Linked DNA regions of Mus musculus: region 2 is linked to region 1. A link is a contact called in public HiChIP or PLAC-seq data. All regions are on one chromosome and are shown on one strand. Each heading gives the region's core, a stretch centred on a gene start, on an enhancer-like site or on the middle of the called end of the contact. The rest is flanking DNA. Distances are from core to core; before and after follow the strand shown. Region 1 overlaps Kirrel3 (kirre like nephrin family adhesion molecule 3). Region 2 overlaps St3gal4 (ST3 beta-galactoside alpha-2,3-sialyltransferase 4).

What was found. HiChIP or PLAC-seq counts read pairs in DNA pulled down with a chosen protein or histone mark.
Region 2: an HNF4G HiChIP or PLAC-seq map of pancreatic cancer cells shows a contact between it and region 1. The contact joins two enhancer-like sites. A contact is called at or near these places in 1 of 484 Hi-C or Micro-C datasets (nephron progenitors), 3 of 115 datasets of contacts at active chromatin or transcription factors (astrocytes, double positive thymocytes and pancreatic cancer cells) and 2 of 9 other capture datasets (adipose tissue and liver).

What each region holds. Positions count from the first base shown.
Region 1 is chr9:34,984,800-34,988,011 of GRCm38.p6, forward strand. All of the region lies in intron 4 of Kirrel3 (kirre like nephrin family adhesion molecule 3), which reads left to right. Kirrel3os (a long non-coding RNA gene) reads right to left here. Exons shown (of 16, transcript XR_003948304.1): 4 at 1,011-1,096; 5 at 196-345. Among named protein-coding and RNA genes, the nearest start is that of Kirrel3os, 21 kb to the right of the region's middle. Within about 2 kb of position 1,577, at least 61 of the 459 cell types and tissues checked have an H3K27ac peak or open chromatin away from gene starts, as enhancers often do. A contact at or near this core is called in pancreatic cancer cells, where this site is marked.
Region 2 is chr9:35,094,084-35,097,295 of GRCm38.p6, forward strand. All of the region lies in intron 1 of St3gal4 (ST3 beta-galactoside alpha-2,3-sialyltransferase 4), which reads right to left. Among named protein-coding and RNA genes, the nearest start is that of 4930581F22Rik, 21 kb to the right of the region's middle. Within about 2 kb of position 1,443, at least 15 of the 459 cell types and tissues checked have an H3K27ac peak or open chromatin away from gene starts, as enhancers often do. A contact at or near this core is called in pancreatic cancer cells, where this site is marked.

The DNA.
Region 1 (3,212 bases), core at 327-2,826:
GGCAGCCTGCCTCTTCCCCAACCCAAGCTAAGAAAGAATGGAGCTACCATAGGGACGGAGAACCCCAGAGCTATTCTTACTGTCTAGTCCTCCGGCCTCACACTCATCAGCCTGCAATTTCTTCTAGCAGACCCTTAGAGCAGTGGCCCTCAATCGTGGATATTCGAAAATGTTCCCAGTCTTTAGCAAGCTCACCAGTGAAGATGTAGCCTCTGGATGCCTCCGGGCATAAGCCTTGAGTTCCTGGGGTCTCGTTATCAGCCCAAAGAGAGGAGTTGTATGGCAGCCAAAGGATCCAAAGTTCAGGACACCAAGTAGGCATGGGGAGAACAGAAGGATCAAGGGCTGTGGGATGGGAGAGGGCAAAAAGAAACATTGGCTAACCATTATATAGGGCTGTCACTGAGAGAACACAAAGAAAATTCTGAAGCTCTTTTGATGGTTGACTCCAGCTGCCCTTCTCCAGCTCTAGTCAACACTGGGACTCATGGTACAGCCCAGGCTGCTCCCCAATCCTTCCCCAGAGCTGCCAGGGCAGGAGCTGGGTGGACCCCTGAAAGAGGACGTATAGACTGTCAACAGTCAAACATCTCTGAGCTTAGCCTGCAGCCTCTCTCCAGCCTGTGAATCAGGCAAATTGGGGTTGCTGCCTCTTCTCTGCTAAGAAGCCTCAGGCTCCAAGGAGGCAGGCTACGAACCACTTCGAACATTAAGCCTCCTTAGCTCCAGCATCCTTCTCTCTAGAGCTTAGAGGTTCCTCCACAGTTGTCTATCCAGACCAAGGAAGAACTTTGCCCACCACTCCCCCAAATGTACCCTGAATGAGCACACACACACACACACACACACACACACACACACACACACACGGCAGGGAGGGAAGGAGGGAGAGAGAGAGAAACTATAAAAATATGGACCTCATAAAACAATGTCTGTGCTTCCTCCCAAGAGGATCTTTCACTACTTATTCAACAAATGTATATAGATGTCCCTGTGAGTTGGGTACTGACCTAGGCACAGCAATGCCACCAGGACCATGGCAGATAAGACCTTTCCTGTTCTTTGCCGTTCGTCGATGAAGAAGACAAAATGAGAACTGCAACAGAAAGCCATGGGGGTGTTACACAGGGTGACCAGAGCAAGCCCCTCTGGGGAGACGATGGCACCCTTATTGACCCTTATGCAGAGGGGCTGATGGGCCAGGGCCTGGGGACAAAGAAAGATGGGTGGACTGGTGTCTCATGGATACTAGGGATCATGGGTGAAAGTGTTTGTGGGCAACTCTAAGTGCAAGTCATGTTTCAAGTACAGTGTGGGAGCCCCAGAGGATTTGAGGTAGAACAGGGACAGGACGAATTCAAGTTTTGCATAAATGTCTCCATTATAGGATGGAGAATTCACTGCTGGTCAGTTAAAGATCAGCCCTGTCAAAGCCTAACTTCTGTGAGTTCCCCCCATGCTGGCTGAAAGCAAGAAGATGGCCTGGCTGGCTTCCCATCCTTCCTGCTGCCACACAAAGCCTTCTGTGTGGCTGTTGCTGACTCACAAGGCAGTTGTGCCCAGATGGCTGTCTGTGGAGCCAGCCATCTGGGTTGACATGGTATCTGAGGAATTCCTGGAAACCCAACCAGGAAACCACTTGGGTGACCAATGGGATGAAACATCCTCACTGTTACCCCAAGACAATGAATCTGGGCTGCTCTGGGGGCAGGGCTGAGTGGGGAAGGGGGTTGACCAAGCTGGTAAACCAAAACCAATGACTTAAATGAGCTTGACTCTATACAGTTGTCAAGCACAAAAGCAGTGAGCTGACAGCAGCCCAGAATGGGACAACAGTCCTCCAACCCTAGCCCTAGGCAGCCTTCTATCCAACTCATGTTGCAAGGGAAGAAACCTTGACCACAAGCTCCAGCTCCAAGTTCAAGGTCATCTCAGGGATAACTATAAGGTCCTATGGTGCTTCTAGATACAGAATCTTGTTGAATGGGGTGAGGGTGGGTGTCAGAGGGGAGGCTAGCTTAATATATCAACAAGTAGAAGCTTTACCTGCCTGGATGTGCCTTCCAAATCCTCTTTTCCTTCTTTGCTTCCTCCCTGATAACCTTGGGCTAGCCTTTTTCTCTTGGGCCTCAGTTTCTTTGTGTCCATGTAGAGTGGACTGTGTAATATCTCCCCATCCTATCCCTCCAAAGAGATGCCCTTGTTCTTTGTAGCAGAGCTCAGAGAGGGTTTTCAGGGGCTCCCCACCCACAGAGGGTGAGCGATAGATGCCTTACACTGCCCACTGTAGGGCAGGTGCCAGAGGAAAGACACTTCAGAAGAAGAGACCGAGCCTAGATGCTACCCAAACCCAGGGTGACAGAAAGGTCAACTACAAAGAGGCACCACCTCTATGATGAGGACCTGAATGGGAGTTTCTGCTCCCCTCTGTTCAAGGGGCCAGTTGGGTCAGGTATGTATGTTCACTCTGGTTGGCCCTGTGTGAAGCAGGCTCAAAACCAGAGACTGCCTGGGCTCCACTCGGGTCTTCCCCGGGTCTTCCCCAGGCCTCGGTCCCCCAACAGTTAATGCAAATTTAGTTCCTGACTGACAACAGGAGCAACACCAAAACAGTCAACTATTTTTATCTCCCGATTAATCACAAAAAGGCTAACGCTTCCACCTTCCTTGTGATTAAAAATTAGGAGACCAAACTCTATAGTGGTTCAGGATAATAACCAATCCTGTGAGGGGATGCATGAATAATGCATCTCCAGGCCTGGGCTTCTCTGAGACTTCCTCCCCTCCCCACATGGTCCTAGCAATGGGCCCCATCTGAATGGAGAGGTAATGAGTAGCCCCCTACACACACACACACACACACACACACACACACACACACACACACACACACACATCTCCCATCTGAGCTACAGCTGCCAAGTACGAGTGTTGATTTCTATTCAGCGGATGGCCCCCCAAACATCCTCCCTCCTCACCCACTCCACCCCACCCACTGCACCCCCCACCCCTCCCACCCCCATCTGGTGTGCAGCGAGGCGAAGGCCAATCAATAATGCATGGCTACATGAATAACCAGCATGATAACCACTTATTTGGGAAGATGTAATCAGGACCCATTCTGAGGGTGGATGTTTGTGTGTGTGAATGTGTGTGCGTGCCTAAGAACTCCCACAAACACAGCCCTTCTCCGCTCCCGATTCCCCTCATCC
Region 2 (3,212 bases), core at 193-2,692, 110 kb after region 1:
CAGATGTGGTGGTATATACCTTTAAACTGGGCCACAGCTACTGGAAGCCTACACAAGGACACTGGAAGAAGGGAGATTCACTCTTCTTCACCTGCTTGCATTTACTTGCCAGCACATCTGTTGGAACCTACTGCTTCAGGATTTCAGCTTATATAGAAGCCCATCTGAAACAACTAGCCTCGTGGGACTGAACAATTACTAGACTCCTGGACGTTCCATTCCTAGCCACCCATTGTTAGGTTGGTTGGGCTACAGACTGTAAGTCAGTACAATAAATTCCCTTAATATATAGAGATATCCCATAAGTTCTGTGACTCTAGAGAACACTGACTAATACACCAAGTATTGGTCATCTGATGCCCTTTGAAACAACTAGAGATGTGTCGAACTCTGGCCCACCAAAGTCCTTTAAGTGCTTCCAGCAATTAAAAAGAACTGTCTTAACCTCTTCTTAGGCCACTCTTCTCAAGAGACAAAATTGCTAGTACCCAAAGCCCTGGTGTCCCTCTGGAAGCTCTCTAGCATGTTTTCCGTACACATGGACACCAGACTTGCAAGCATACTGACAGGTGATATCCTTTTGGTATGCCAAGTCTCCAGGGCTCTGCAAACATGTGGCCTCTCTTCTAAACTTCAGTTTAGGACTCTACTAAACCTGTTTCCACACATTTCCCTGCATGTCCAGGTGAGTCTCCATGATGTTAGCTAACCCACAGCAACCCTTCTTAGCTTAGTGTTACTGCCAGTATCTCAGGGACGTCAAGCACGACTTGAATATAATATGATTAATGCAACCTCCTGGGCCCATCTCGTCTCAGTAGAGGGTCAACAGCCTGGTTCGGCATTACAGTGATCCCCATTTGATGGCTTACCTCCCAATGCCAATGAAGATCTACATGACCTGTCTTAGCAGATCTCCTGGGACCCTCATAGCCAACTCCTCTCTTCTTCATGGCCTGTTTTCTCATGTGTCTTGCCTCCATGCCTTGGTGAGGGAAACTAGACACACACCTTCCTTTGACCTCCGCACTGGCTATATGCTAGGCACGAGGGTTTTGTCTAGACACAGGCTTGGATAGCTATGTATCTAGCTCTTCATTTACCTTCTCTACACTTTCCAGGAGCCATTCCCCACACAGCCAATGCTTCCCAACCTGTGATGATTTTGTTGTTGTTTTTTTCTTCTTGCTGCTGTACCATCAATAATTAGAACTGTGCCCGGCACACAGTTAGTTCTCAATACAAATTTGTTGGATTAACGAATGGATCTGTTCATCAGGAATCATTGTTATAATACAATGGTAATAATGTACAGTAGTACAATAATGGAAAAACTTGTGGTAATAGGTTGGGTCCCCTTGGCACTTCTGGTACAAGCCCCAGTAATGTCATAGCTGGATGTCAGTCCCCATTCCTGTGTAGTGTGATCACAGGAGGGCTGAGGTGAGACTATTCTTCCAGGCTCATTTAGAGACTGCAGAGGAAAGAGACAGCCACCTGTGGAAGGTAGGGTTGTCCTACAAACCATTCAAGCACAAATGAAAAAGAGGCACATAACCTTCCCAACATAATCACAAGGGTCTCTCTGGTGCCCTCCTTTGGGCTCCACGCCCACCCAGACATCCTAGCCTGGAAGACTTCCATGTAGAAACACTGTATCATCCATCTAATACAGTATCTGAATGATTGATACAATGTTAAGACATTCATGTGATGTCTTACTAGTCACAAGACATTACAGGGAACCGCCTGAAAATTATACTTCTGGTGTTTGCCTAGAGGGGCAGACACCAAATTCCATAAATTCTCAGGGCTAGAAAGCTGAAGCCCATGTGACCAAGTGGCTAGTCAGGAGGCCAGGTCAGAGCCAGGATAAATAAAGGAGAAATGGTTGCCAATAGTAACCTGTCCCAGGTTCTTCCAAGCCAAAGCCTCCTGAAGATATTTCTCTTCCAATACTGCCTACCCAGGAGGCTAAAGATACTGGAATCTGGGCTGGCTCACCAGCAGGCCCTCTCTCCTCTAGCTCTCAGATGCCTTATGTGAAAATAGTGGATTATACTAGCCCTGATCTGGCCACACAATACCAACAAGCCCATATGACCTAAAATACTTGGGTAGGGTCACAATATGGCTCAGTGGGTTAAAGTGCTTGTCACCAAGACTAATGACTTGAACTTGATCCCAGGGCCCATATACTAGAAGGAAAGAATCGACTCTTGAAAGAAGCTGTCCTCTGCCTCCCATGAATGTACATGCACACGCACACACAGTAAACAAAAAAAATGGAAAATAAACAAATAGAAAAGTATTTAAATATTTAATGTGGCCAGTTAACACTGACAGGGGTTCTAAGTAGAAGCACTCACTGACTTCACAGACATTATAATTTTTAAGAAGCAAACTTATTGAGAAACCTAACTACATTAAATGTATAATACTTTGATAATATTACAATATTAAAATTAATTTCACCAATTTATTTTTAATCTTTTTTCCCAAAACATGATCCAGTATTTGGGAGGCAGAGGCAATATGATCAGGAATTTAAGATTATCTTCTATACAGAGCAGATCCGAGACCAGCCTGGGCTACATAAGACCCTGTCTCAAAACAAAACAAACAAAGGCTGAGGTAAGTGCAATTGTCACCAAGCTTGATGACCTGGATTTGATTCGCAGGAACTATGTAGAGACAAACAGAATCCACTTCCATTAAGTTGTTCTCTGACCTCCACATGTAGTACACTGAGACATGTGCATGCACATATGCATGTGTAAACATGCATACATACAAAAATAATAAAATAATTTCATTTTTCTTCTTCGTCTTCATCTTCGTCTTCTTTGAGACAGGGTTTCTCTACATAACTCTGGATGTCCAGATACTACTATGTAGACTAGGTTAGCCTCCAACTCACAGAGATCCTCTTGACTCTGACTCTCAAGTGCTGAGGTTAATGCTGTATATACCACTTTTTATTTTATTTTCTGTGTGTTTATGTGTGTACCTGAATATATATGCACTGCATGCATGCAGCTCTGCAGAACCCAGAAGAGAGCATCAGAGCTCCTAGGTGGAGTTACAAGCAGTTGCTCTGCAACTTAAGATGCCCATGAACTTTAGGTCCTTCTGCCTCATTTTCCTCTACACTGCTATTACAGGTCTATAACACTATGCCTAGCACGGCGGTGCATTCCCAAACATTAACA